Regions from separate parts of the Mus musculus genome. Here regions 2, 3, 4, 5, 6 and 7 are each linked to region 1. A link is a contact called in public HiChIP or PLAC-seq and promoter capture Hi-C data. All regions are on one chromosome and are shown on one strand. The core of a region is the stretch at or near the end of the contact, and the rest is flanking DNA. Distances in the headings are between cores, read along the strand shown.

Region 1 (4,284 bases), core at 1,034-3,533:
AAGGCAGCCTCCGTTTACTGTGTATCCCCTCTAGCCACAGCTGTAACTCTCCAGTCACCCTCTTTCCCTACAGAAGTTCATGCCCCTCACTAATCTCTTTCTGCGCTCGAGTAGCAAGTCCTCCTTTGGGTTCAGGCACATATCAGATTCTGGGCTTTTCTGTTCCGTATCCTGAGGTCAGTTTATTTCTTCAATTGAAACCATCAAGCTTTCAGAGGCAAAAAAATTGAATTAAGCATTCAATATTTTTCATCTGCATCTCAGTTTTTGAAATTGTTTATAAGAACATAAGGGGTTACTTGAGAAAAAAAACAAGCCACACCTAGATTAGAGATAGATTAATAACAGAAAACGTGGGTATAAAATCATAATCACACACCCCTCTCTGCTGATGTGATATACACTACTGTCAGGGTAATTCTTATAAACCATCAAACCCTTACAAACGTACAAAGGGCTTACCTACCACACAAATCCCAGCCTTTCCCACTGAAGTTGCCAAAGCCTTTAATAATCTCATGCTCTTTCTGGTCCAAGTTAATGCCTTCCAAGTCTTCTCCTAAGTGTCCAATGTTGTGTTACACCTGCCTGAGAATTTCTGAGGATCAATTTCCCAACGTAAAGCTACCCAGAGGCTCACAACTGCACTTAGAAGTAATAATGCTCTCTTCTCAGAAGCAAATTGTGTTCATTTTAATAGTGCAATTTCAGTTCCAACTCCTGTGTGTGTGTGTGTGTGTGTGTGTGTTGCGTATACAGAGAAAGAGGCCATCTAACTATAAAGATACTATATACTTTATATACAGTAAAACAGCTCTCTGACATTTTAGTTCAAATAGGACAATTACCTCTAGGAGCTCCCATTTCTCCGTTATATGTAACACTTCAGTGCTAAGCACAACATAACTTACATTATATACAACTGGCTTTGCAATGCAAACTTAAGCAAGCAACTCCCAATTCTGAGGAACTAGATAAAGCATTCCTGGAAAATACGGGGAAGGCTTTGTGTTACACCCACGTAGATCCAGGTACATTCAGCTCCCTGACTTTTGGATTATGATATTTTCGCCTTTTGATAAATGGTTCTTGGTTTAATCCAGAGATGGTGGCGCAATGGAGATACATAAAAAATTGGCAAGCATTCAAACAAGTCACACTGACGCCATTCTTGTGGCTCATGCCCGTAAAGTCAGCACTTGAGAGATGGGAGGTGAGAGACTCCCAGGACTCATAGGAAGGGACCTTTGATGAAATGCCCGGCAGTAGGGAGAGGGAACTTATAGAGCCCACCTCCAGCAGAAAGACAGGACATCAAGTGAGGGATGGGGTTGCCATCCCACTGTCACACCTCTGACCCATAATTGTTTCTCTCTGAAAGAATTCCAGGGATGGAAATGGAGAGGAGCCTGTGAAAAAGAAGGTCCAGTGACAGGCCCAAAGTGGGATCCAGCTCAAGGGGCAGTCCCAAGGCCTGACACTACTACTGAGGCTATGAAGCGCTCACAAAAAGGGATCTAACATGACTGCCCTCCGAAAGACCCAACAAGCAGCTGAAAGAGTCAGATGCAGATATTTGCACCCAACCAATGGACAGAAGCAGCTGATCCCTGTTGTTGAATTAGGGATGGCTGAAAGAAGCTGAGGAGGACGATCCTGTAAGGGGACTAGCAATCTCAATTAATCTGGATCCCTGAGATCTCTCAAACACTGGACCACCAAACAGACAGCATACACCAGCAGATATGAGGCCCCCAACACACATAGAGGACTGCCGGGTCTGTGTTCATTCAGAGATGATACACCTAACCCTCAAGAGAGTGGAGGCCCCAGGGAGTTTAGAGATCAGGTGGGGTGGGGGCATCCATGTGGAGACAGGGTGGGGAGGGGAGGAGTTTGGGATGTGGATCAGTCGGAGGGTGGATGGGGAGGGGCGGGGAATGGAATATGAAGTGTAAAAAAATTGAATTACAAATAAAGTTAAATAAATAAATAAAAAAAGGCTAGTCTCAGGAATATAGGGGTTCGAGACCAACCTGGGATAGATGAGCCTGTCAAATCAACACACAAGTTAGTAAACCCAGATGCCCCGATCCTTGGCCTTGCACCCGGCCCTCCAACGCTCACCCGCTCAAACTCACCTGGAGGCCTAGCAGCTCACGGAAAAACAGTTAAAAACCGAGCGTCCAACCGAAAGCCGCTGACCGTTGTCATTTTTCAAACCGGCCGCCTTTTTTTGTGAGGCCGGCCCCTTTCCGCACAGCGCGCTTCCTTCGCGACGGATGCCGAGAAGGCTCAGAAGACCCACGGTGGGTGGGACTTGACGAGTTGCGCAGCGAGCCAGGCTCCAGATCAGCGGAATCATTCTTCAGGGTTATAGTTTCTAGCCGGAACCGCGATTCCGCCAGACCAGGAAGCGCAGCAGTTAGGGGGAGGAGTTCCGGGATGTGTTTACCGGGTTGTCCCAGACTGGAACTTTGCCTTCAGCGTACCTGATAGCGAGCAGGCAGACAGACGGTTTCTAGCCCCTTCTCTTAGGCTCAGAGAGTAACAGGCAATAGAGGATGTGTTGTTCCCAAATTAATCAAAGGCATTATAGAGAATCCAGGAGTAGTAGTAACAGTCTTACTGTTTGATAAGCATTGATGGGGTCAAATTTTGACCTCACTGGATATTTGTACACATCATTTCTCCTTAGGTCCATGAAAGCTTGAGGGCGGGGCAGCGAATGGATGGATAGACATTGTTAAGGACGTCCAATTTAAATCTTTAATTTACTCACTTTGAGGACTCAATATAGGATAATAAATCTAGAAGCATAAACGTACTGGAATATGATTCTACACTTGCCAAACATGAGCAAAACCACTAGTTCATCTCATCGGTGAGCCATTTCTGTGGCTTACTGACATTACAGGTAACAAAGAATATACAGAACTCTCTATTCACGGGTGTTTTAATATCCTTTGAGTACCTTTACTACTTGATTTTTTTAATAAATAGGTAAGATTTTAATTGTTATATTCTTGAGCCAATATTATAGAACATAGTTTCATATAAGTAGATGGAACATGGCTACACTGAAAATACAGTACAATTTAACATGGAGAATTCTGGCAACGTAGCTTTATATCCGGTTTATTCACTGGGCGGCGCTGCTGCATTGATTTTAACATTACTGAGAATTTCATTCCATTTCTTTCCAGTAATCAAAACTACAGAGATAAACATCGGACACAATGTTCTGGATTAAAAATTTTTTTTTTCTAAATTTATGGGCTTTAAAGTACATGTTTACAGTCCTGGCTTAAGAAGAAAAATAGCATTGAATTCAAGTAGTTGTCTGCATTTTATTTCTCTCTAATCATTCTTGTTAATCTGTTTGCCTCTTCAGTCACGTTCATCTTTAGGAAAGATTTTGGAAATTGAGCTATACATTTGAAATACTTTATGCAGTACTAGTCTGAAACTGTAAAATACCTAACATTCGCTGTTTGTGGTGAACTCTAAATAAATACAAGGAACCACAGACCTGGCATTGTGCTTTAACCCCTTAAAATACTTTCCTCAACGTGTACATGAAGTTATATTATTTTAATGTAGTTTATATAAACACCATTCTGAATCATCAGTCAAACATATTTAATATCATGAAAATACTTGCTCAGTGTTTTTATTAATTCAAATTTTATGTTCTAGTAAATTTCCAGTGTTGACTTTATGAGAGCCCGTGGTGTTAACAGTATTTCAAGGGAGCTGACAAGGATTTCTCAGAAAAATTTTAAAAGTAATGTACTCTTCAAACCATGGTTGTGCTTGCCTCTAATGTCAGTACTCCACAGGGAGAGGCAGGCAGATCTCTACGAGTTTGAGGCCAAGCCTGGTCTAGATAGTATTAGCCTGATCTTCATGGTGAGTTCCAAACCAGCCAGAGTTATATATAAGGAGACTCTGGAAACAAAAAAAGAATAAAACTTAATATATTCTATTTTTTGATAGAAAAGATATATAACTTCAATTTATTTGAATTTGTTACCATCTAAAAACATATTTTGAGTAAATAGACTTACATCACATTCTTCTTTCCCTTTTGTTCCCCAACTCCTCCAGGAGAGCCTCCCCCCATTCAAAACCTTCAATACCTTTCATTTGTTATCATATTCTTTAAAATTTATAAAATTTAAAAATGTTTTAAATTTTAACAAAATAATGAGCATTATCAAAGTTGTCTGATATAAAACAACAATCAATTGAACAGTCTTATGTAGATGTTTGTCTACAGCA
Region 2 (4,265 bases), core at 1,118-3,617, 1.2 Mb before region 1:
CTTTAGACGTTCACGGACCAGGTGAGCTTCCTGAAGCTCACACACTTGCAATTCCAGTGACAAGAATGGTGTACTTTGCTGGGATGTGCTCTGGTTGAAAACAAAAATAAATAGTGCTATCTATGGCAGGAGGGTTGTGGTTTAGTAGGAGATAGCATAGTGTTGCTGGAGGAGCAAAGATGCATGCGCAGAGGTTTCTCCACATCCTGAAATTCTGACCCAAAGCATGAACAAAATTTAAAAATGTCCCCAAGTGATTCCAATATTCCACAAACTAACTCCCTGTTCTTCAAACACAGTGTTTTCAATGTGGGATTAAAGCTTAAAGTTCTCATATATTCAAGCCAAGTAAAAATGGCAAACTCATTTTGATGGCTACTTTCATGTCCTCTAACTGTCTGGGAACGTCGATAGTTTTTTGAAATCGTGCTCTGGATTCTACCTTTTGTGCTAGAGACAAAACTGGAGTTTCCTAACCTTCACTGCAGAAGAGTGAAGAGCAACCAGCAGAATCGCTCCCTCTCCTTCCTCCCTCCCTGAGATTTCAACAGCAAAGAGAAGGCATGGGGAAACAAACAGCTCATCGGGCAGTGCTTGCTCCTGGGACACCAGCCTATTTGGTGACTCTCCCAGCCCAGTGTTCAGGGGCAAGAGCCTCCACAGCTCTTGCTACCAGCCCCCTCCCCCACCCCCAGCTTGTTCAGTTTATCAGATGTGATGGGGTCATTGCCCATGGGCAAGAGAGTCCAGTTCTGAAACACTTTTGTTGCCAACCAAACGTTGTCACATGGCTGAATCCTTGGGGCAAGCTCCTCCTCTTTCAGTAAGACCAAGTGTGAAGCACCTTGGGGGAGGGTGATGAACTGGGAAAATTGGGCTACAATCTCAGGTGCAAAAGACTCAAACTCTGCCTCCCTTGCAAACCACAGTAGATTCACTTTTATAACTGGAAATTAGGAAACGGACCCTACTCTCTAAACTAGATCCTGATACAGTATCTCTATCTTCACCTCCACCACACTGATATGAAGGTCAAGGAGCCTAAATTGGTTTCAATTCCCTGTAAATTCTGGCATTAGCTTTGATCTCACAAAGCCAAAGGGATAGACTGGGCTCACCCTCAAAGCCTAGGCAACTCAGAATTTGGCTGCTCAATTTCTGAGGTCAATGCCATTCAGAGCCTCATCATGTGGCAGTGACAGATACAAAGAACACAGATTTATATTGGAAACTAACTGTATTTGTCACCCACGTCCTAAATGTTTCCTGGGTGTCCAATATTCTTTTACTTATATGGATCATAGCTAAGAATATAAGAATGCCCAATAAGAATGTTACCCTCAGCATCTCACCCCAGAATTACATCCTCAGAGTTTCTAAATGTGAATGTGTGAGAAGCTGAAGGCATTCACCCTGGGATGCCTTTATATATGCTGAGATGATATGTTTTCTTGCTTAAAACAAAACAAAACAAACAAAAAAATTGTAAGTGTTCTCAAATTACACCTTGGATGTACTATGATGCCAATAACACAGATTAATTATTATATATCGTATATTGATGTATATGGCAAGATTAGAGCAAGGGAGAAAAATAAAGCATGATGTATTATATGTAAATTCTAGTGGGAACACAAATATCATTTATAATAAGGTATCTGTGTCTCTAGCTCCAACAAGCATGTATGCACTCAGGCAATGTATGTTCCTTCAAATGTTGGTTTCTGACTCCAATCAAATTGAATGTCTATTCTCTATATCAATTCTCTTTTAAGGGCCACATAAAACAACAAACATTCCTGGTATCTGACACACAGTAGTTACTTAATAAAAGACTGCTAATGTGCTAACAGTTGTCAACAGGATCACCAATACAAATTAATTTCTTTGAAGTTCTGCTGGGCTTCTGGTCTATAATGGACAAGACCTGGACAGAAGAGCAACAACATGAACTCTGAAGCCACAGCCTGCCCTAGCAGAGGCCTAGTAGTTTACCTGACTTTTAAACTCTTGTGCCTTCAAGCCAAGAGCACCTGTGTCTAGGCAATGCTAGATGAAATAAATGTTTTGTTTCTTCCCTCCAACAGGAAGGAGATCTCAGTCTACATAAGAATGCAACTGGAGTACTTTAGTCCTTACTTTCTAGGGATGACACCTGCCCAAGGAGCTGGGATGCTGTAGTCCCACCATCCCAGAGCTAAGAAGGCCCCAGCTGCTGCTTGAAATATTTTTAGCTGCATTATTTATGGGAACACCTGCCTGAAAATTCTAGACAGAGCTCAGTCTGAGAGAGGAGGGGTAGTGGGGACACCTAAACATTGCTAGTCTTTATCAATGCCGTGACATATAAGGGACCTAAGCATTGTTAACCTTTATTTATGTGGTGACATATAAGGGCCTCGCTCTTTCCAAAGACTGGCCCTGAACAGTAGATAGAAACCTCCAAAGGAATGTGCTGGAAGCTTTGTCTCATACAGAAACTCCCAAGAAACACTAGTGCCTGGAGGGAGGGAAAAAGGAAATGATGTAATTATATTATAATCTCAAACAAGTAACAGAGGGGAGGGACTTGTAAGTGTCAGGGGAGAGGAGGGAGGGAGGGAGGGAGGGGCTGTGATCAGGATATAAAGTGAGTAAAAAAATAAACTCATTGAGGAAAAAAAAGAAAAAGTTTTTAAGGAAAGAAAGAGGGAGAGAAGGGGAGAGGAAAGGAGAGAGAGAGAGAGAGAGAGAGAGAGAGAGAGAGAGAGAGAGCGAGCGAGCTGCCCTGCCACCGTACATGACCAAAGAACACCTCAGCCTGGAGGCTACTGACGTATTAGTCACCCTCCACTATATTTCCGGCGGTGGCATATTGTCACCCAATATGGTTTCCTTTATTGTTGCCAGTAGAAAAACTCACACAGAGAGAAGGGGGAGGGGGGGCACTACAGAAATGGCATCCTCTGTCTGCGGGCTCACTTGATTCTCCTCAAATGTGACACCCTGTGACCTTCTGCTGACTACACTTCTGATCACAACTCCTGGCCTCGATTTCTGTCCCTTACTATCAGTCTCTACCATCACTACCCCCAGAGCAATTGTTCTCGGCCTCTAGGATCACACGCTGTCTGTGTTTCGGTATTTAATATTTTATATATAGCTCACATTGATCCGTCTGGTACCCAGAGTGTGCTCAGCAAATTGAAAGAATGCTTTGTGGGTCTTGTAAGAAAGAAACAGGGCATCTATTAGCCCTTTTGGACCCATTCACTGGTTCCTAACTTCGTACTGGGCACGCACCAGGTGCTGAGTAAAAGCTAACAGACTGGCTGAAAGACCCCTTTCAATTCTTCCGCAATCTGCCATTAGTGAAATGTTTACAGATCAAAACCCTTGCTGCTGGCACTTAGGTCTGTCTCACCAGGTCATGCTTTCTCTGCACAGTCTGCCTTGGGCTAAATTGCCTAATTTTTCAATATTTAGGCTTCATGTTCTGTTCAAAGGGTAAGGAGCTTATTATTTATTTAACTCACAAGAGTCTTAAGTGACTGAGTGTTTATGAAAGGGTCTGCGATCCCAGAATGAACGATGTTGCATTTACTGCAGAGCACCTCTGCCTAACATAGAACAGTGGGTGGCGAGCACAAAGACACACACATACATAAAAACACTACTTGGCAGTCACTACACACCCCCATTTAGGTATGATCTGAAAACGTCTTGCTGGCATAATTCTTAAGCAGACTGTCTTTGTATTTAATGACCCAAATATGCCACGCACGTGCCTCTGTGAAGCAAGTTGGATTGAACAAAACAGCAATTTCCTTAACCTTCCTCCTCCGCCCACCAAAATAATCTGTGCTGTGGCCTCTGACCTCTCTGAATGGCTGCTTTGAGAGACTGGAGTCAGCGTAGGCCTTAGTGGATAATCATGTCATGCTGTAGAGATTAGAAGAGGCTTGGAATACAGATACAAATGGCAGTTGGAGCTGTAGATCTACAGACCCAGTGTCTTCAAGGCAGAATGTAGGCACGGAGGGGCCAAGAGTTATCCTGGCTAACATTCTTGAGTCAAAATAGGTCTCAAACAATTCAAAGAACCATATATTTTGAAAGGGAAACCAGAAGTTGGCCACTCCACTACTGTACTTTGAAAGCATGGACCAGGTGTGTATAAGCTACAGTTACACATTCATTGTTGGACAAATACTTATCAAATAGCCCCCATGGTCCTAGAGAGGTTACTTCCTGTTCCAGACAGAGGGTGCAACTCCAACACCCAG
Region 3 (4,293 bases), core at 1,072-3,571, 1.3 Mb before region 1:
TGAGCTATTAGAAATACGTTGTTTTAGATTGATTATTTAAGATGATCAATCTAATACCATTCTGAGGTGATATTTGAATCCTCATTCATTCATTTGTTCATTCAACAAGGTCTTACTATACACATCCATGCTGGCCTCAAGCTCATAAAACCCCTACTTGGCCTCTACTGTATGCTAGGATTATAAATATATGTCTCACTATACCAGTCTCTAAATCCAGTCTTCTGACTCAGAGAGCCAATGTACTTTCTTTAGAAGAAACCAAATCAAACTCCCTGGGATTAAAAAAAAAATCCCATGATGCTTAATAAGACAGTAATGCGACCAAAGATGTCTCCTGGTGACTCTGCAGCCTATGGTCCTTGCACATGGCCCGCCACTAAGGCATGATGATAGATATCCATCATCCTTTCTCATCCACGACAGCACATTCAAAAAGAACATGTTACCCATCAGTAGGCGGCTGCCCGCCCAGGCAATGCCTGCCCAAAGCAATGTCAGGTATTCCTCTCCTCCGACAGAGCAGGTGCCAAAGATGGCCTCCTAAACTCCCAGATGCAGCAAAAGCAATTGTGAGGAAGAAGAAAGATAGACTGACTGGTACTCAGGCAAGTGACCATGAACAGGTTCATACTGCTGGTTCCCATATGGCTGATATTTCTTTCTTTCTACCTCTCTGGGTTTCAGTCAGGCCTGTGCCTCGGTGCTTTTAAACAACCAAGTTCCTCTTTATCAACTCTCCTCAACCTAATGAAGAGTGTGCTTATCCTTGATTTTTTTTTTTTTGATATTTTCAATAAGGCAGGGAACTCCCTCAGGGTGCTGCAGGAGCAATGCAGAGGACAGTAGTGGCCTATTGTATAACAGTCCTTGCCTACCCAGACTGCAAGTTTCCACGGACAGTGCATTGGGATGCACTGATTCCTGGGTGGGTAAAGATTTACCCAGGTAGAAGTGGGGTGGGCAACAATAAAGGAGCTTAATTTTTACATGGTAAATGCTCTAATTGAATACTCATTCAGAGGAGATTGGGTTTGCCAAGACTCATCACAATTGCTTTACAGACATGTAAAGAAAGGTTCTACCAGAGATTTGAAAATAAGAGAATGAAAAGAAGAAGAAGAAGAAGAAGAAGAAGAAGAAGAAGAAGAAGAAGAAGAAGAAGAAGAAGAAGAAGAAGAAGAAGAAGAAACCCAGAAGAACCGTCCTCCGTCCACACACACATTGCACCATTTCAATTATACTCTACTCATGAAAGTAAACTACACTGGACAATGTGCAAGAAGTAGGCACAAATAGGGGAGCACTTTGTTGTGCTATAGTACATAGGAGGTGATTGCTCTGATGGTCTTGGGGTGCACGTGTGTGTTTGAAAAAGGCAGAGAATCTTGCAGGTCTGTATTTCTTCCCAGGACAAGATTTCAAGATACTAGTACAACAACAACAACAACAAAACAAACAAACTGAGGTATTTGGATTCACTGACCCGGAAATTGTTCAGCTAGTCAGTTAAAAAAAAAATGCCGCCAGCTTTAAAGAAATAAGCGATACGGCTAACAGAAGTGACACTTCCTATTTATGGCTTGAAGTCAGTACTCTGGTGAGCTGGATACAAAATGCTTATTTAAAAGCTCCTTTTTATCTCTCTAGCACCATGCAAGACTCAAATGAACCTTTCACTGGGACACCAGAGATGTTAACACTCGTCCTCCAAGATCCAATTTCAACCAGCCGAGCTGTTACCTAATCCTGCAGCCATCACATATGATCAGGTTCCCGCCTCCCTGATGGGTGCCCAGCACCCCCTCCCTCCTTCCTTTCCCTCTCCTGCCCAACAGCTTTCCCTGAAACTGAGCTTTAAGAGTCCCCTTGCCTGTGCATGCTGGTCATACAGGGTCCCAACAGCCCCACTGGCTGTACATAACACCAAGATATTTATCCTTGTTAGCTAATAATTCTTAAAGGGGTTTCCTACTCACAAATCACTGCCTCCCATTCCAATCACGACAGAGACCAGTCACGACAGGTAAGTGATTTATACAGAGGTTGTCACAGCCTTCAGAAAACACCTGAAGTCACATCAGCTGCTATCACTTGCCCTAGGGTTAATCCGGTGCTAAAACTCCAGCGATAAGGAGACTGTCACAGCCTGATTGGAGCAGCCCTCACAACTGGCCTCCTGCTGTTCATTCTTTATTTATTTTCTTCACACAAGGAGAAAAACAAACCAAACCCAAAGGCACATTCAAGAGAGCCAGTGGGAGGTCTGTGCAAAGGATTGTTTTGTCCTTGGCTGAGCAACACAGCTCCAGAGTCGCTCCTGGCTGATGCCCACTAGAGGGCACTCTCTCCCCACCGAGGACTTGTTTAAAGAAGGGTCCCATAGCTACCAACATCTCCATGGAGCTGGGGAATTGGGATCTACTCCGATTTGAGATTCCCAAATGTGGGCAGACAGGGAGGAGGGCATATTAGCAGAAGGCATTGTTTCAGGCTATGGAGTGAAGCTTGAGACTCGCTCAGCTGAGCAAGATAAAGAGATGGTTGGAGAAGGGACATAAGACTTAGGGAAGGCTTGAGGAAGTCTCTTCATGGTTTCAAGGTACCAAGGCAGAAGAAGGTGCCAAGCCCAAGCCAGGCAGAGCTCTGAAGCCAGTGGAGAAAGAAGTAACCTGCCCTTGTACTTCTAGAAAGTGAAACCATTCATCCGCTGGGACCCTTTGTGCACATTGAATTGTGTCACCTGATGACAGAAAGCACACGCTCTGCTAGCACACTTACAGATTATAAAGGTACAGAAACTTGGCTAAAACAAGGCAGGCTCCTGCCACCAAGATCGAGAGCTCCTGGAAGCCAGTGGTGACATGGTGATCTCCCATGATCTCCCGGATCATGTATTATGCACCTCTTCGGGTCTTTTCAGCGCTCTTGTGCACAGCAGCCAAGTAGGATGTAGAACTATGGCGTCTTAGGCATCTGTGTCCTGCCACAGCTGGTTCCTGACACGTGCCCCACCCTCCGGTTGTAAGTTGTACAGAGAGAACACGTTTGCTCTCCCGTCTCTTCCAGTGCCCATTTCCCAAAACTCAGATCTGCCTTTCATATGTGGCCATTCTAAACAAGCAATGCTATGCTGACATTAAGGCAATGGCTCTCTGTGTGAGGGAGAGTCACCCAAGCACAGGACTGGTATCTGTGAAGGGTTCCCCCGAGGCCTAAGAGTACACCAAACTGCTTTAAGCTTTGTAGAACACCTCCCCCCTTCCCAACCCCTTACTCCTCCACCCCGACCTTTCAGGTTCTGTCATTTCCTTACAGGCATAACCATCCACAAACCGGTGGACACTTCTCCAGCTGGAAAATGACTGTGCTATGAACTGATTCTTCTAAACAGTGTCGGGACCCACATCTTCCATTCCTTAGTAGCCTGAAGCTTGGGGTTGTACTTATAGGCGCTCTTCCCCCGAAGTGCTCAAGCCTCTTCCGTCTTTGATGGAAAAGCTGTCTGGGTGAGTTATTTTAAAGAGTCGTCTATCAAGTAAATGGAAATGATTAACCATTTGATTCCCCCAGTTTCACAATCCAGCATTACAGGCAGCTGCCAGACAACGGTTGATGGATAGGCTCCAGAGAGCCCAGTACTGACGGAACTCAGACCTTAGAGGACCAAGCGGGAATCTTCCTGGCTGCTGGCCTAGAATGGCCTCTTCAGAGGGTTCCAGTGCACAGAATCTATAAATCTGGGACTCACTCTGATACTCAGTATTGTCCCCTTAGAATCACACAGGGCTTCGTTCAGGGTCAAAAGCCTCCTAAAGTGATACCACTTGGTGTGAAGACAAGATATCTTTCAATCCTTCCAATATTTTTCTTGGCTTATTAGCAATCAGGTATGCATAAACAGCATATGATATCAGAAAGGGACTTGTAAACTTCCTTCCAGCAACGAGACAGTAAGATCTTTAAGGATTTCAGTGCAAGCATCTTTATGGAGTGTTTCTTAAGGTATCAAGGCCGCACTGATTTTTCAAAGGGCGCTCTAGCCAGGACCTGGAAAGTGCAGTCATTTCTTCCCACTTGGCTCAGAGCCACAGCACGTGGAGCTGTGGGTGAAGTTTCTAAGGCAGGGGATGACAACAAAAACACAGGACACTCTTGGGATGGTTTTACTATTTTGAGCATTTCTGTTTAGGGATTTTTCTTTAGAGACACAGCAAGTTCTTCTTTTCTCTGGGCTAGCTTTCGGCCCTTCTGGTCACAGGGCTTGTACTTCTCAGGGGATGTGCGGGCATG
Region 4 (3,859 bases), core at 738-3,237, 1.1 Mb before region 1:
AGGAGGTAAGTAAGGATAAGCAACTGCCTCCCTGTCTCTTTCACTGTCACTAGACAGCTGTTAGTGTTGCTCTCCTTCTATCTTAGCTGCACCTGTGCCAATCCACATTACACAGGGAACGCCTGACCTGCACCAGAAAGAACCCTTCCATCCTCTACCCCAGGAGCACAAGGAAGGGAAAGATCCTATGGAGCTTATAATGAGCCTAGTTCTTCTGTGGACTGGTCAGACACTAGGCTCTTGAAAATTTATGGAGAGAACTAAGTCATAGATATGTTTCCTAGTTGTGAGGCACACCAACGTGGCTGGCTTCTGCCTGCCCACAAGAATGCAATGCTACGTTTCCGGGGTAAGGGGGTGCCGCCCCACCATGCTGTAGATGGGCAATCACAGAAAAGCACACAGATCCATTGAAGAATAACAACTTCACGTCAAGTGCATCTTTCCAAGTGTAACTTTCGAAGAAGAAAAATAAAGTCCAGGGACTTTCAGCAGAAGCCTGATGACAGCCCCTTCCTGCCCTGGCTCCAGCCAGCTTGGTGGGGGAGGGGACACAACTGTGTTCACAGTACCCCAAAGAAGTTGTCCGGGTTTCTAAAAACTGGCAAAAATCAGGTGGCTAAAGGCCTCTCTTCACACAAGTCTCTGAAACAAGGCAAGGGGACATACAAGAAACTAGGTAGCATAGAAGTCCTGGAGCCTTCTCTGAGTGTTCAAGAAATCACACCAAGCTTAACAAATGTCAAAGCTGTTTAAAGTACATCAAGGTTCTTAGGGTTAAAAATTTCCCCAGGGTAAGTGCTGCACTCCCCATAATAGCTGAGAGATAAAGAAGGCAGGATGGGAGGGATTTCAGAGTAACTCCAAGTTTTGCGATTTAATCCAATTCGATAGATGAAGCAACAACTGGGCTATTTGTTGATCAGAGATGAAACAGAGGCAACTAAGGAAAGAGCTGCCCCTACCCCACCCCCTACCGAATCTCACTTCTTTATGCAAAACCTCCTCCAGGGTTGAAGCGTGCATTTGAGAAAGCAGCCCCCACTGCTGGAAGCCCAAACAGCACAGGCACAGCCCAGAGTAGGAAGCCTGGGGGCCCTGCTGGCATCATCGGGGAATCCAGCCCCACACTAAAAGTGTTCCGTAAAGGAAGCAAGACTCCAGAGCAAGAGGATGCTTTCCAGGAAGACCGTTCTCCTGTCACCCTTGGGGTCAGCCTGGAGGAATGAGAGGAGCCTGGCCTGCAGTGCTCCCAGCCGATCCTCGGCCTCCAGGGCCAAGCACCGGGGTAGCAAAGTTCAGCTCAAGCCTTGCAGATCTGCACTGGGGACTTGAGACAAGACCCCGAGAGTGACCCTGAGTGTCTGCCTAACAGCCTCCCTGTGCATTCCCAGCTGCTGCAGGGCTGTACCAGGGCTAGTCTGTTGTGGATCTGTGATGACTCAGCCACTACACCCTGGTGCCTCTGTTAGGCTCAGATCCTCATGTGAGATTGTGCCTTGGGAGGATCTGTCCCCTGAGCACCAGGCTCTTCATCAAACTCCTTTACCACCCCAACTTCCTCCAACACCCTCAATTTCTCATTTCTTCCCCTGATTAAGGCAAAAAACACTTTCTTATGTCTTGAATATTCTTATTTATTGTTGGGTGCTCTCTCTCTCTCTCTCTCTCTCTCTCTCTCTCTCTCTCTCTCTCTCTCTCTCCTTCTTTATTCTTCCCCTCATCCCCTGCAAAGGATTCAGCTCCCCAAACCACACCATGACTTCTTACTCCTATCTAGCCAGCATCACCACTGACCGATACCTACTTGGGATTTATCCTCCTAAGGCCTTAGAGATGATTACAGACTCCCTAGCAAGAGGGCCACACAAAGGCGAGCTGAGCCCAGGTGCCTGCTCTTTGTTTTAACTGTGTGTTCATGTGGGCTGCTAGGAGGAGGCTCCAGCCTCTGCTTGCCCTGTGTGGCAAAGAATTAGCTCTGGGCTCTCAGAGCTAGCTGCTCCCGCCTTCCAGAAGGATGCCAGCTGGGCTCAGCCGGGTTCTCTCAAGGAGGCTTTCTTTGTTAGGGACGAAATATAAATGCCAAGTTTCAGCCCTATTAACAGTGGTAATTATTAGAAATCTCCTGAGAGCGGCAACACTTGAGATCTCAAATCACCCAAAACCTTCAGTGGAAAAAAAAAAAACAACCTGCTACTCTTTTCCAGGTTTAGTTTAGCCCAGACCACCAGGTAAATGTATTCCTTTGAGCTGCTGCTGGCAGATTCAACTGGTCTGAAAGCAAGACAAAAATGTCAACTTTCCTTTTTCCCCTGGCTGTTAACACATTTGCAGGTAAAACCAAGCATCTTTCTTTTTAAAAAAAAGTAATAATAATAATAATAATCAAAAACAAAAAAAAAACAAAACAAAAAACAAAACAAAAACCAAAAAAACTCACTTTAATAACATTTCCAAAACGTTTCACTGACAGTTATGAGGAATGACAGAAGATCACCAAGTCACACGACAGGTCTATGGTGGAAGCAAACTCAAGACTTCCAAACTTTCTGGGCTTGACTTCATGAGCAACAGAAAGGTAGAACATGTTTCCTCATACATTCCATGAGATTTCCAATCTAGGATCCCACAGTTACAAATACATAGTACACATGCAACATTATTTGCTGCCGTTGCCAAGCCAGCAGGTAGATGACAGCACACTGGCCCCCAGCCGAAGGCTTCCGTCATAAACATTTTTTTCTTCAAATTCCACCCCTTTCCCCCCTTCTCAGTTTGTCTTATCCAATTCAGCTTGATTGATAGAAGTAGCCGTAGCACCACCATAACCAACTTTATGTGACCGCCTAGAAAAGATACAGGGATTCCCAGGCTAAATTAGAACTGCCATCTTAACGAGAGAGAATTCTCTCATAAACAGCTCCGCCTGCCTCCAAGTGTGTGTGTCTATGCTTGACAGTGGGTTATGTAGGACCTCATAGCCTGCAGAATGTAGGGTCGGACTAGTGAGTCTCTATATCCACGCAGACCAGGAAGGCTGAGAGCCAAAGGAGAAACTGGTATTCTCGAAATGACATGCTAACACAGAGACAGTGAGAGCACCAGGCTTCAAATGCAGTCTAGCAGCTTAGTCTAGCGATTATATCAACTATGGAGTCCGCCGACTGGTTCCCACTCTCTTGCAGCTAAAGATAGCGAGATGGCTGTTCGGCCCACTCGGTTATTTTAGGGAACCTCTGAGATTTTGTTAGGGGTAGAGAACCACAGATGAGCAGTTATGGAGAGAAGTGATTTAGAAAGACAGAGGAGGTGGTGTGGGGGCTGGCTTCGTTCTTGCTCATCCTGCCGCCCTCTAGAGGGTTCAGGGTACAAGAATGCTCTAACAAGCCTGTCCATATGTGGGCAGCCAGCTATAGACCCACCAGATCCACTTTGAAAAGGCAATAGCCACACGTGTCTTAATTTGCCAAAACAGAGAAGGAAGTATTCCTTCTGGATAGCCATTTAGTGGCTTGGCTGTCCAACCAATATGGTAGTAACACGTAGCCAGCAAGCTTGAGAAACACAACCTGGTGAATTAAGACACATCCCATACGGAACACAATGCTCAATATCTAAGCTGTACAACACAGAACACCAAATACTGCCCTAACATTTAGGACAATTACTAGTTGAACTATTCAGGTACATTTGGGTTAAATGAGATGCAATCCTGATGTTTAATTTCCTTGTTTCCTTTTGCTTGGTTTTTTTTTTTTATTGATTGTTCTTTTAATGTGGTGACTAGCAAATCTAGATGGAGAAATTTAAAATTATATATACAGCAGTGCTCCGTCTGAGAACTATAGGACTGGGTGCA
Region 5 (4,045 bases), core at 614-3,113, 1.1 Mb before region 1:
CAAATTATCCATATGATGGTCCAGGACCCGGCTGGTGAATCCGAGAGGATGAAATGCCATCCCACTATAAAACAAAAGCTTTTCAGCAAACATTTTGCCTCTCTGCTCCTCTCCAACTCTTATCCCTGCACTGGGCTAAACCCCTGCTCACCCTCAGATGCCTGAGACCTGCGTCCTTGTGTGTGCACGTGTGTGTTCCCACATGGCACTTCACGTGTTAACAGGCCTTTTACCACTATGGAATGCAGGAGGATGCATCTCTTGTCAATCTCCCTTGGTTAGTGCTTTTCATTCTTTAGGTGGGAAGCAACTATGCTTCCTCTGGAAATGCAGTATTTCACAAATGAGGGAGGAAAAAAAAGCCACCTCAGTCCTTTTTCATAGGGGGAGGTCATAGGAAATGTCTCAAAGGAATGACTCAGCTCTGTGCCAAGACCTGTTTCCTACTTACTGCTAAGACTTCTTCCTATTAAAACTTAATGCAGTCTTCTCTGGCAGCTCATTTTGTTTGCCAAGTCCTTTTTGATAAGTTATTTATTCCAGTCATAAGTGGATTGCTTAAGCATTGCCTTACAGGACAGAGTAGGATGCCACTTCCATTCCTGATTCTTGGAGGACTGAATTGTTAGCTCCAGTGGCAAGCTGCTGTCATGGAGTCCTTTCTTGAATAGCTGGACAGCCTAGTATACAACAGGCACTCAATACATACTACTACTAAACGCGTGAATGAATTATTATCAGAGTGAAAGGTACATCAGATGTCATACGGAAAATGTGGAGGAATGAGAGCACTGCAGGATTTCGATGGAAATGGATTTATCTGCATGGCGCAGTGCAGATAAAACAGGTTAGCCCATAGGCAAAGAGCACGCATAGTGTGGCCCTCCACATCAGGCAGCATGTGCGATCCAGACTCTCTCACTGTAAAATGGGAGTACCATGGGAGCAAAGGGTGCCCAAAGTGCCCTGCACAGTTACTAGTACATAGTGTCTTCATAGCATCACCTGTACAGGTACAGCTGCATGTTTCCTAAATGACAAGGCACATGGCATATCCAGATTAAAACTCAACACGTACAGAGTTGAGGCTTCTAGAAAATACACTGAACCCAAGGAAGCCACATGTGGATGTTCTTCATACGATTCATCATCACAAGCCTTTTCTTGGTTATAAAAGAATTTTCAGTAAGGCTCATATTTTAACTTGGAAGTTTATCCTTTAAAGTATGTAGTGCTGTGTGTGCCCCATATACTGCAGCTTTAAAACCATTCCAGAGTGACTCACACGCTCTCTGAGAAATACGTGCCTACGTTTCCTTCATATCTCGCTTCGAGTTTCTATTTTCATTTAATGGTATAAATGTATCAGCCCTCTGACGGTCTTACATCTGGACAGACGCCAGGACGCAGCTACACTGTTCTCTCCTATTAATTTCCAATCCACGGACCAGAGCTGCAAGGTCTCTGCTGCGGTTAGCTGAAGCATTTATTCAGAATGACTGTCTTTTACGTGCATTAATTCCAGCACTGGCTTAAAGAGAAAGAAATGAGACAAACATACACAAAGAAGAAAGTTTAAAAGAAAAGAAAAATAGAATAAACTCTTTTGGCTCTGTCTCATGCAGGAAAAGAAAGAAAGGCTGCTTTCCTGGCCTCATTAAACACTGTGTTCCTCCTAGCTGCTTTTCGAAAAACCCAAAAGGATGGGGGAGGAGGAGGTTTAGAAGACAGAATGAGGTGAGCAATAAAGAAGGTAAGAGGGGAAAAAAAAAAAAAGAACCCGAATGGCTGTGGAACAAACCAGAGGGGGAGGGGCAAGAAAAAGAAAGAAGAAAGGAGAGCTGAAACCTGACACGCAGGAACTCGGGCCTCTAGCAAGCAACTTCTTGGACTGAAAACCTGCCAGCCTGAGGGATGTGGAATGGTTCCAATCCCAGCCTTCATTAACGCTTCATATACCCGGTCCCTAATTTACGGCCGTTTAACAGCAGACATTCTACAAGTACCTTCGGGGACCTCTGAGGACAGAAGAAATCTAAGAGAAATTACATGCCCAGGGAGCTCTCTCAAAGGCGAAAGCCCTCCTGTGCAAGGCAACAATTTAGTTGCATTTTTTTTATGGTGTCTGTTGGGGACTTGCAACAGACAGAGCCAGTGGGGAGTGATGGCTGTTGGGGACGCCTGGAGATGTGGGACACAGGACAGGTGGACAGAAGCTCTCAGTGAGAGTTGTTCGTGAGTGGGGCAAGGAATGTGTCTATGCGAAGGAACGTGTATATATACATAGCTGTAGGCAGGGGTTTCTGGCCATGTGACCAAACTTTTAAAAGTAATTTAAACAAAAAAAAGGACAAAAACAAAATTGAAGAGGATGCTTTCCTTGAGTGTTGAGACCTTTTTTTTTTTTTAAAGAAAAGAAGAAAATTGGGGAAAAAAAGTGGGATCCAGAGGTAAACTCAGATCCTGAAATCCGGTGAAGGGAGAGGCAGGGTGGTACCCACCAAGGCCAACCTCAGTAATCATTTCTATCATTCTCTCAAGTTTCCTCCTCATCCGTCCTGCATGGTGCACATCACAGCGTGTAATGAAGCAGGACCTAGATCAGGTCAGGTGGCTTTCTCTGCCAAGGCCAAAAAGTGAGGGACCAAAGGATCTATCTCCGCAAAGACTCGGGAGTTTGGGAAAACAGACTGGAGTCCCTCTCCTCTGACAGCAACAGGAGGGTGCGGCAAGGGAAGCTGGCCGGATTACCTTTCAACTAACAGCTTTCCTAAATGGGTCTGTGGATTAGTATTCTAAAGGCTGAGGGCTACATCACCATCCGTGGGGCAGCTGAATGGAGTCAGGCAGCTCTCAGCCAGACAAGGAAGGACGTGGTTTCAGCCCCTCAGGAGGAAGAAGCTGTTTCCAGTCCCTCTAGAATGGGCTTCAAGGAATGCTAATCTTCTGAGTATACAGTGTGTAAACCCATGTCTTTTCTAGAGCAACTAGGAAATAGGTAAAAATAGCTTAGAGTGAAGCAAGTAGCCCTGGCTGGGAATGGGTTTGACTACTACCTGGAGCCAGGCAACACCATAATCTGATTCCAAAGGACTCAAAACTGTCCTTCTACAGCAGTAAGATCACGCACGGACTCCCTCTTTCCCAACTCGTCTCCAAGAGAGCCTGTGTGTACTCTGCTCTTGAGAGATGGCTCCCAGCTGCAACTGATGTCCTTTTCCAGTAGATAAGACAAAGGCTTGGCAAAGTCACTGTGCCTTTTAGTACTGGCTTAGCTGAGAGTAAACTGGGACTTCGTGAAATCTCTAGTGGTTGTTCAGGGCCTCAGTAGAGCCCTGTTACCTTCACCCTTTCATTATCTTTCATAGCAACCACAGGGCTTTTACTAGCCCAGGGCCAGCTGCTGAACTCCAAATCTGACCCAGTTAAAAAGCAGTTATTCACCTCCACAGATATTCACCTCCAAGTCTGTCCCATAAGCAGAAAGATCCAATTTTAAAGAATGTGAAAGTTCTGCCGGATCAACTGCGTACATGTTAGTTGTGTGGTTTGGTCCATATCTGGGCTGTCCTTCATCCTGAGACTGGAGGGGAACGTGTAGGAGATTGCCACCCTACCTTAGAGGCGAAATTGAGAGTCAAGAAATACAACAAGCAAAGGGTCCTACATATAGCAAGCCCTTAACCATGGTTGAGTGATGCTGGGACAAGAAGGCCTGTGGTACCTCAGCAAAGGAAAGGCCTTTCAGCCCTGTTTGCTCTGCATAGCCAAAGAAGAGAAGGATTACTGGCTGAGTTGTTGTTGCTGTTGTTGTTTAGCAGACCAGTTAGGTTCTTAATAGTAAAACAGTGGGTATTTGTGTGTATATGCACATGTGTGTGTGCCCTGGAATCTAGACGGTTGATGTCTCTCCAGTCACTCTGAGACAGGATCTCCCATTGATCCTGAAGCTCACAAAGGCAGCAAAACTAGTTACCCAAAGCTCTATGATTCTTCAGTGTCTACCCTCCCAGGACTGCCTGGCTAAGGCTACTGAGATCAGCTG
Region 6 (4,097 bases), core at 1,019-3,518, 1.2 Mb before region 1:
ACGCTGCCGCTGTTGCTAGGCAGCATGATTATGTCCATTCCCTGCTGCTTGGCAACCAGCATTTCCCATCCCATACACACACAGCCAAGTGCCCTTAACTGCTATCTTATAGCTTTCGAAGGAAGGGGTTGAATTTCAAGGGAACTTATGCACATTCATGGACAAACACCTCTCTCATCAATAATCCACTGATGTTTAGATGGTCCCTAGAGTGAGATGTTCCCATTTAATCAGAAAGTGTCCCTGTGAACATCTTGTACCTGAGAATTGCACAAATCTGCGGAGTTCAGGGACATGCCAGAGAGATGTGGAAAGTGCCTGAATCAGCAAGCTGAAACTTTGGAGGATAGCAAAGCTGTTCTACGTGCCCTGGACTCCTGAAAAGCCTGCTAATACAGTGGTCTCCCAAGAATCTGCCATCTGGTAGACAAGGATAAAGTAAAGGGTCAGTCAAACACCTTGATGGGTGATGTTTCTTTCTGTTGTCCCCAACAAAATGTCACTAGAGTTCAGGACACGTCTCATAACTGAGGGCAAAACTGTCCTCTAGTCATCTTGAACCTCCTTGGTCACAATCTGTCAGTTCCTCAAGAGCAGGGTCAAAGCCATCAACTTGCTGCTTGGACTGAAGAGCTGCCTACTGCATAACAGGACTCCCTCAACTCACCTGGCTTGGGGGATAAAGAGCCAGATGCCTGGGTCCCACCCGGCATCTGCAAGCACTTGAACTAGGGAGGCCTTTGCTTCTAACTGACTGTAGCTGCTATCAACCTCACTGCCTTCCTGCCAGAGCCACAAAAGCAACACACTGATGCATTTTTAATCTCAGTTTTATTTGCACCCAACTTTTTAATGTTAGTTTCTCAAATAGCTCCACAAGGAAGAAACCATATACGGCTCGGCTCGGCCTCCTGGGAAAAAACAGCCTTCAATACTAGGGAGGGCATCTGCAGTTTCTTGTAAACTCTAGAAAATTCTCTAAGCACCATTCTGATTACACGCTGAATTCAGTGAGATCACCCAACGTGATAACCTCATTGGTATTTCGTTTTTTTCTCCTCAGCCCCAGCTGGAGAATTTTTCCCCTCATTAAAATTAACAAGGTCAGTTTCCCAAGCTCAAGATACGAAGCAACTCCTGGTGGTGGGGTTTTGTTTCTTAAATTGAGCTACAGCTCTCTAAGTGCAGAGTTATACTAAGCGTCATTTACTTTATTGCTATGTAATAAGAAACCAAAATGGAAGGCCTTAGCCATCCTCCTAACACACCCTACACTTCAGCAACCACATGCAAACACGCACAGACCACACATCCCCCAACTCAGCCCCCAGGCTTCTCTGTCTTTTGGCCACAAGATAATCTCACTGCTCTTTAGAAGCAACAGCTTAGTGGAAGAAATTCAGAACTCAGAGGAAGGCTCGGTCACCCTGAGTGGCTGACAAAGTCACAGTGTCCGCAGGAAATAGGTTATAAGGTTAAAAGGTACAAGCCGAGAGGAGGGTTTTTGTCCCCCACAGGTGTGCGGAGTGGCCCCAGGTGACCAGATAGCTGAAGTGTAATGAGTCTCCACTGACAGTCAAAAGCCAGAAAGCAATTCTACCAAACACTTCAAAGAATACTATGTCAAAAAATAAAATGTGTGCTCAAAGCCACAATCCCCAATCGTGGGGAAATGGATGAAAGCAGGGAGGATCAACACCAAACTCATTGCTACACACATCTTACATTAACGAACGCATTGTTTAAAATGAATTTAAAAATCCAACTTTGTAAGCAAGATAAACACTACCGAGGTGGAGCAGCATACACACTTTGCGCTAGCTAGGCACACACAGACACCTTACTCCAAGCTGGAAGAAGCTTCATTTAGGGAGGCCACAGAGAAAGCAAGCAGCCCTGTCCAGGCACACCTCTCAGTCATCCTTTCAACAGGATCATCTGTGGCTAACCCAGCCACTTCCCTCTCTCCCTCCTCTCTGCACCCCTCCCCCCTACCATCACCACACAGGCGCTCGAGCGCGTGCGCGCGCGCGAACACACACACAATACACACATACACACGTGGACATACACACGTGTTTCAACACAAATAAAAGCTAACTGTAATTGAGATCAAAGAGGAAAGGAAGAGGAAAAGAAGATGCTGGAGACCAGCTCTGGGTGGAGGGGGTAGCTGCTGGTTTGTGGAGGCCATTTCCCTAGGCCAGGCTGGGAAGGGGGAGCTCCCTCGCGGCTGCCATTGTTGGCTGATCAAAGTCCAATCAGAAAGTAAGGGAGGAAACTCCGCCAGCCTCATGTGATCTGTACAGGAAGCCAAGTGTACAGAAAATGAGCTGTGTTTGTGAATAAGGCGCACCAAGACATCTTTACTAAGCATGGCAGGCAGAGAGAGAGAGAGAGAGAGAGAGAGAGAGAGAGAGAGAGAGAGAGAGAGAGAGAGAGAGAGAGAGAGAGAGAGAGAAACACTGACTCTCTATTTGAAGCTGTACCATAACAAGCCTTAATAAGTTAATGCAAAAAGCCTCCCAAGGAGTCTGGCTATAGGAGACACAGGTCTCTACTGAATCAAAATTCTGTTATGTTGTAATATAATAGATGTAAATTAAAACAGAAAATCTATCATGCCTCTAATGTACCCTGATAGCTGAGTCTGTGGATCCGGACGAGCAGAGGCACCCGGAGGAAGGGTGATATATGGCGGAGCTGGATGGAGGGTGAAAAGCGTGGCGAGATGAGCGGGAGAATGGCGCAGCCCGCTTGCGCTCCTCAGACCCAAGGGCAAGAGACGAATAAATGTTGATTAGTGTTGATTTTGTCCGACAAACGCCTGTCGAGTGACAGTTGGGCTAAGCTGCACTGAAAGAGAACCATTAATCTTGGTCTGGTTTAAGTAGAGTATATTAATTTGTGTCATTTTTACTAAGTCGCGCTGAGAAAGGCCTCTCGCTGCTTTGCATCTGACTGCTTTGGTGGTTGAGCCTTAATCCCCCTCCCCTCCCCCCCAACCCCACCCCCCGTTTTCTAAAACAGATACTACGGTGGCAGCGGTGGCAGCAGCAAATTCAAATGGCACAGCAGGGGAGCAGGGGACTGAGAGCTCCTCTCTTGGATTAAGAAAGTAAACTCCCAGGGTGTTGGCATGGCAACAGCATTGCAGATGAACTGCTATATATTCAGTGATTAATAAATTAACATTTTTTACAGTTGTTCCTCCGTTTCTCTCCACCCCCACCTTCACAATAACCCCCCTCCCCCATACACACTTCACCCTTCTCTAAGCTGCATCTCTTGCCTCAGTGTAGGGGAAGGAAAGAAGAGGAGCCGACACAGCTTGTGAGTTTGTGCCAGCCCACGACTGCTGTCTCTACAGACCTACAGCAAGGCCTCTGGTCACTTAGGATGCTGTCAGCGGGCAGTGGGACCAGCAGACAGATCCATGAAGAAACCCATGCCTGTGCTTCATTGGACAGGGCGCCAAGCGAGAGATGTTGCCAGCAGCATGCCCTAGCCCCAAGCTTGGGTCTTTCAAGCCCTGGCAGGCTAGGAAATAAATGAGAGATCTTCTCTCCACAGAACTGTCCCTCAATGTCAGTGATAGAATGGGGATAACTAGCTTCCCATAGGTGTGTTACACACACACACACACACAACACACACAACACAACAAAACAAAAAAAACCAACAAGCAAACAAAAAACCTTGCATCACGGGGTGGTGTGAGTGTATAGACAGAGAGCTGATATTTCTTCTCTTGGGAGTTTCTGGTCCTCCCATGCATTAAGTCAGTGGATGTGGACAATTCCAGAAATGGAACTTGACCAGAATTCTGAGAGAGCAGAGAGAGGCAACAGACTTTCAAGGCTGCCCTGTAAGGCCGGTCCTGACAGTTCCAACTCAAACTCAGGATGCACTGTTTCCATAGAGCCTTGGGAAATGCTTATCTATCGAAGTGTGGATTTGGCTTTCCATAGCTTTGCCCTGTGGATCTCATTACTATAGCCATCCTATTGTCTTGGGCAGCTCAACTGCCATGGACTGGGAGGGATTCTGCAGAAAGCCACTAGCACAGGCTCCATCTGTGAGAGTGAGTGAGCCCC
Region 7 (3,722 bases), core at 14-2,513, 1.1 Mb after region 1:
TCTCAGCCCAAAGGAGATTTATTTGCCCCCAAGGAACAAAGGGCAGGGAATACAAGTCAGGTGATAGAGAATGAAGGAGAAGGGGAAAGGAACACTGCCTCTGGATAGAGAGGAGGCAGATGTGGCACATAGGCAAATGACAGTTTATAAAGGTAAAGGGGAAGTCCCCTGTTTAGATGAGGGGTTTATTTTTGATTGTACAGATTAATTAGGGCAGCCAAAGGGAGGGGCCCTTAATAGCCTCAGGGGGCAGGAGTCGGCCAAAAGGGGGACTAGATCTTGGTGGCTGGCTTTAGGAATGTAATGGAACGGTTTTTAACAAGGAAGATGGGCTAGGAGAAGGCAAGGCCTGCCAGAGCCATGCCTGCCATGCTCAGCTCTGCTAGAGCCCCTCAGAATCGACCTGACTCTGCTGAGTATTTCAGAGTGGCAATTGTCCCAGAAGACTTAATGCTCTTTCCAAAAGTGACACATTGTTAATCTTCATAGTAGGCATATTCAGGGTCACTAATTAAAGAGCCCAAAAGAGGACCGCACCATTACATGTATATACCCTTTAGAGATTATCTGGCCAGATAGAGAGGCCTGTCCATTTGTCCCAAACCACGGAGACTGCAAGAGACATTCCCTGTGGTAGGCGTTTGATTCTGGGAAGTCACTAGGACAAACAGAACAGCAGAGACAGCAGAGACCTGTAGCCACTCTCCATATTTTAAAAATGTATCCAACTCCCTCCACATTCTGTCAGAGGTTCAAGATGCATCCTCTGGGTGGGGGTATTATCAGGTTCTAGGGTTGTAGCAGACATGAAGATTACAATTGTTCGTAAGTTCAAAGCTTCCCGTACTCCAGATGGAGTCAAGTTCCGGAAAACAAAACAAAACAAAACAAAAACCAACAACAATAAAACACTTCAAGAGAAGAGGTCGTGTTTCTCCGCTGTCCCGGTTGCAGTCCAGGGAGCAAGTCAGGGCTCCCCCGGAGCTCGGGCGTGAAGAAAACTCGAGAAAAGGCACACGGAGTCCCTCTCGGATGACCATTTACAATCAGATGCAAGGCCAGCAGCGCCCTTCCCACGCCAGCCGGCGCCCGCTTAAGCGCAGTGGCTGAACCCTAGAGGAGGCGGGGTCCCCGGGCGCAGCGCCCAAGTCTGTGCGCTTCCCGGTCCTCCTCCTCCGGGCCGTCACTGGCTGCATCTTTCTGCCCGGCACAATAGAGGCTCCGCCCTCCCTCCGCGCCAGCCCCGCGGCGCCCTGGGCCAGCAGCCCTCCCTTGCCTCCTGCGCTGTGGCCACTGTCCATCTTGCGCCCAGTCTCCGGGTGTCCCGAGTTTCCCGGCGCTAGCCTTCCACCTGAGCTCACGCTGCTGCGGCTTGCCCTCGTCGAGCCGGCGCCCTCCTCTGCTCCCTCAGTCACCTCTTTCTTGTGTCCTCTCTGCACAGTCTAAGCTGCTGGGGTCTGGGAGGAGATGTTCAGGGTCTCTGGGGAGCACAGTCCTGCTCCACTCAGCCACACCCAGCTTTAGACGTTAGACGGTTCTCTGAACATCTACTCTTCCGGACTCCAGTGAAGCCGCCTTCCAGCCTGTCTTTGCTGAGACCTCCGACCCAAGGTGGTCTCTGTAGGGACTAAAGTCCCTACTGTCGCATCTCTCATGGCCTATCCCCTGCCATTGGTTCTCTGCTTTGCTCTGGTGGTGGCACAGGTCTGGGGGTCCACTACACCTCCCACAGGGACAAGCGAGCCCCCTGATGTGCAAACAGTGGAGCCCACGGAAGATGACATTCTGCAAAACGAGGCGGACAACCAGGAGAACGTTTTATCTCAGGTAGGATGAGGAATCGCGTGCCCACCCCTCTTGCCTTGGGGGACCTCAAGGACCTGAGGCTGGTCCTGGATGAAAGATTTATGAGCAGCTGTTTTTCTCTGTATTTTTAGTGAAGTGGATGTTCACTTTTAGTTTATCACACTATATTGCTCGTTTGGTGTTGGACAGGCTTTCTCGTAGACCAGGCTGGCTTCCAGCTCACTTTATAGCTGAGGCTAGTCTTGAACTTCTGGTCCCTCTTACCTGCACTAAGAGTGGAGATTCTACAGCCCTGACTTTAGTTTTGTTGGGTTGTGTTAAAGTACTGTGTTAAAAAGTAAGGGCATGGGTCACAACTGTGGAGTGTTTCAGGCTTACCAAGTCAGGAGAAAGGAGAGGAAAGGAAAATACCACTGAGAAGAAAGGGGTGTGTGTGTGTGTGTGTGTGTGTGTGTGTGTGTGTGTGTGTGTGTGTGTGTGTGTGTGTGATGTAATGGTTGTGAAAAGTCCCTCTTGCCTATGAGACTGCCTGTCAGAATTGGAATGTGTAAACAGGAGGACAAGTTGGAAAGGAGGCAGATGGGATAGGTATAAGCCATGGGAGGTGGTTTATGGCTTCAGAGGAGACACTCGGACAGAAGCACTTGGTGAAGACAGAGTGTGTGATGTGCTACATGTGTGATGCTTATGAGGGGGACTCCAAAACAGAGGGATTTATGTTAAGACCTGGTGTACCTGGAGTGGAGTGTCAGTGCCGAGCCACACAGTTGTGGCTGATTCCCAGAGGGGGCCAAGCGACCCAGGATGGTGATTCGTGCTGTAGTGTGTCCGTTTATGAACTAACTCAGTCCTCAGAACACCCTGATTACCAGCCCTCTCAGAGATGAAGAGCAGAAGCTAAAAGGGAAAGAGGGAGAGCCTGGCTTCCAGCATGCTCCAGCCTGCTTCTCAGGACTGTAAGGGACGCTTCTCACACTTATGTGGCACTCCTGCTTTCCAAAGCTGGCATGCTGGTGTACAGTGGGCGTCTCCTTGGTCCTTGGGATGGATACTGTCCGAGGAAGGATGCTGAGTGCGTTGCCTGTACCTCCTCCAGGCCCTCAGTCTGGGTCTTCTCTCTCCGTAGAGAGAGCTGTCAGCCCTACTTTGGGGTTGATCAAACGCTGGTTTCTTCTTTTAATAATTATGCTAACATATGCCCTATGCCCACCCATAACCTCATACTGACCCTTAAATCGAAAAGACTTCAAATCCCTCCCACTGGGACTCTGGAAAACCATAAACAAAAGCTTGCCTGAAACCGGAGCCCCCTGAAGGGAAGGAACCCACCCATCCAGGGTTCTCTAAGGAGGACTGCGTAGGAATCTAGGCAGTTTCAGAAAGGAGACGGGAACGATTTACTATCAACGTGGGGAGACTGGCTGCTTACGTCACCCCAAGCTACCTACACCTCCTGCTTCCACTGGTGGAGTCTATATTTCACAACAATCCTAAAGCAAACATTAGCTTTAGCAGAAACCCAACCGTCTCAAGGAAAACATTACATGCCTTCTTCCCGCAGACAGCAAGGAACATTTGCAGGCTCCGAGCCTACCCACCCGCTGCCATCATTAGTCAACCAAGGAACCCCTCTGCCTGGTTAGGATGGGAGCCTTAGCTTTGGGGATGAGTTGATGGGGCTTACAGGGTGAGAGGACTTTCCTCCAGGGTAGGAACAGCAGAGAGCCCGAATAGGGAGCCTGGGAGGAGCGTGTACCCAGAAGGAAATGTTTAACATTGTAGAAGCAGCAAGCACAGCTAGTTTTGTTCTGGTTTTGGCCTGGGGTTTTGGTTCAGGAGCCAAAGGAACTCTTAGACTATGTAAACGTTACCGACTCCTGGACCTGTTTTCTTTCTGCCTCTACCAGCTCTTTCTG

The links. Promoter capture Hi-C pulls out the DNA fragments that hold promoters and counts their contacts. HiChIP or PLAC-seq counts read pairs in DNA pulled down with a chosen protein or histone mark.
Region 2: a promoter capture Hi-C map of trophoblast stem cells shows a contact between it and region 1, with 5 times the contacts expected there. The contact joins the enhancer-like site here to the promoter of Nuf2 in region 1. A contact is called at or near these places in 5 of 39 promoter capture datasets (3T3-L1-derived adipocytes, embryonic stem cells, hippocampal neurons and 2 more) and 1 of 115 datasets of contacts at active chromatin or transcription factors (astrocytes).
Region 3: a contact with region 1 is called in a promoter capture Hi-C map of hippocampal neurons, with 14 times the contacts expected there. The contact joins the enhancer-like site here to the promoter of Nuf2 in region 1. A contact is called at or near these places in 10 of 39 promoter capture datasets (the 3T3-L1 cell line, the C10 cell line, the HPC-7 cell line and 6 more) and 2 of 115 datasets of contacts at active chromatin or transcription factors (astrocytes and embryonic stem cells).
Region 4: a promoter capture Hi-C map of embryonic stem cells shows a contact between it and region 1, with 4 times the contacts expected there. The contact joins the enhancer-like site here to the promoter of Nuf2 in region 1. A contact is called at or near these places in 7 of 39 promoter capture datasets (cranial neural crest, embryonic stem cells, hematopoietic stem and progenitor cells and 3 more), 1 of 484 Hi-C or Micro-C datasets (pre-pro-B cells), 1 of 115 datasets of contacts at active chromatin or transcription factors (astrocytes) and 1 of 9 other capture datasets (embryonic stem cells).
Region 5: a contact with region 1 is called in an H3K27ac HiChIP or PLAC-seq map of embryonic stem cells, with 5 times the contacts expected there. The contact joins the enhancer-like site here to the promoter of Nuf2 in region 1. A contact is called at or near these places in 2 of 39 promoter capture datasets (hippocampal neurons and liver), 3 of 115 datasets of contacts at active chromatin or transcription factors (astrocytes and embryonic stem cells) and 2 of 9 other capture datasets (embryonic stem cells and pancreatic islet).
Region 6: a contact with region 1 is called in a promoter capture Hi-C map of hippocampal neurons, with 4 times the contacts expected there. The contact joins the enhancer-like site here to the promoter of Nuf2 in region 1. A contact is called at or near these places in 9 of 39 promoter capture datasets (the 3T3-L1 cell line, 3T3-L1-derived adipocytes, embryonic stem cells and 5 more), 2 of 115 datasets of contacts at active chromatin or transcription factors (astrocytes and embryonic stem cells) and 1 of 9 other capture datasets (embryonic stem cells).
Region 7: a promoter capture Hi-C map of pre-B cells shows a contact between it and region 1, with 2.6 times the contacts expected there. The contact joins the promoter of Olfml2b here to the promoter of Nuf2 in region 1. A contact is called at or near these places in 7 of 39 promoter capture datasets (the 3T3-L1 cell line, 3T3-L1-derived adipocytes, the C10 cell line and 3 more).

Annotation. Positions count from the first base shown.
Region 1 is chr1:169,529,181-169,533,464 of GRCm38.p6, forward strand. It overlaps Nuf2 (NUF2, NDC80 kinetochore complex component), which reads right to left and starts at 2,284. Exons shown (of 15, transcript NM_001355159.1): 1 at 2,142-2,284. It overlaps Gm34624 (a long non-coding RNA gene), which reads left to right and starts at 2,397. Exons shown (of 3, transcript XR_373698.2): 1 at 2,397-2,917.
Region 2 is chr1:168,281,109-168,285,373 of GRCm38.p6, forward strand. All of the region lies in intron 2 of Pbx1 (pre B cell leukemia homeobox 1), which reads right to left. Among named protein-coding and RNA genes, the nearest start is that of Gm51671, 63 kb to the right of the region's middle. Within about 2 kb of position 2,368, at least 26 of the 459 cell types and tissues checked have an H3K27ac peak or open chromatin away from gene starts, as enhancers often do. A contact at or near this core is called in trophoblast stem cells, where this site is marked.
Region 3 is chr1:168,211,995-168,216,287 of GRCm38.p6, forward strand. The region is part of intron 2 of Pbx1 (pre B cell leukemia homeobox 1); the gene reads right to left. Among named protein-coding and RNA genes, the nearest start is that of Gm51671, 130 kb to the right of the region's middle. Within about 2 kb of position 2,322, at least 56 of the 459 cell types and tissues checked have an H3K27ac peak or open chromatin away from gene starts, as enhancers often do.
Region 4 is chr1:168,415,879-168,419,737 of GRCm38.p6, forward strand. The region is part of intron 2 of Pbx1 (pre B cell leukemia homeobox 1); the gene reads right to left. Among named protein-coding and RNA genes, the nearest start is that of Pbx1, 14 kb to the right of the region's middle. Within about 2 kb of position 1,988, at least 111 of the 459 cell types and tissues checked have an H3K27ac peak or open chromatin away from gene starts, as enhancers often do. A contact at or near this core is called in astrocytes, embryonic stem cells and stem cell-derived epiblast-like cells, where this site is marked.
Region 5 is chr1:168,390,463-168,394,507 of GRCm38.p6, forward strand. All of the region lies in intron 2 of Pbx1 (pre B cell leukemia homeobox 1), which reads right to left. It overlaps Gm51671 (a long non-coding RNA gene), which reads left to right. Exons shown (of 2, transcript XR_003948152.1): 2 at 1-4,045. Among named protein-coding and RNA genes, the nearest start is that of Pbx1, 40 kb to the right of the region's middle. Within about 2 kb of position 1,864, at least 127 of the 459 cell types and tissues checked have an H3K27ac peak or open chromatin away from gene starts, as enhancers often do. A contact at or near this core is called in astrocytes and embryonic stem cells, where this site is marked.
Region 6 is chr1:168,355,108-168,359,204 of GRCm38.p6, forward strand. The region is part of intron 2 of Pbx1 (pre B cell leukemia homeobox 1); the gene reads right to left. Gm51671 (a long non-coding RNA gene) reads left to right here. Exons shown (of 2, transcript XR_003948152.1): 1 at 1-4,097. Among named protein-coding and RNA genes, the nearest start is that of Gm51671, 11 kb to the left of the region's middle. Within about 2 kb of position 2,269, at least 82 of the 459 cell types and tissues checked have an H3K27ac peak or open chromatin away from gene starts, as enhancers often do. A contact at or near this core is called in astrocytes, embryonic stem cells, hippocampal neurons and 2 more, where this site is marked.
Region 7 is chr1:170,643,269-170,646,990 of GRCm38.p6, forward strand. It overlaps Olfml2b (olfactomedin-like 2B), which reads left to right and starts at 1,264. Exons shown (of 8, transcript NM_177068.4): 1 at 1,264-1,827. The coding sequence starts at 1,654.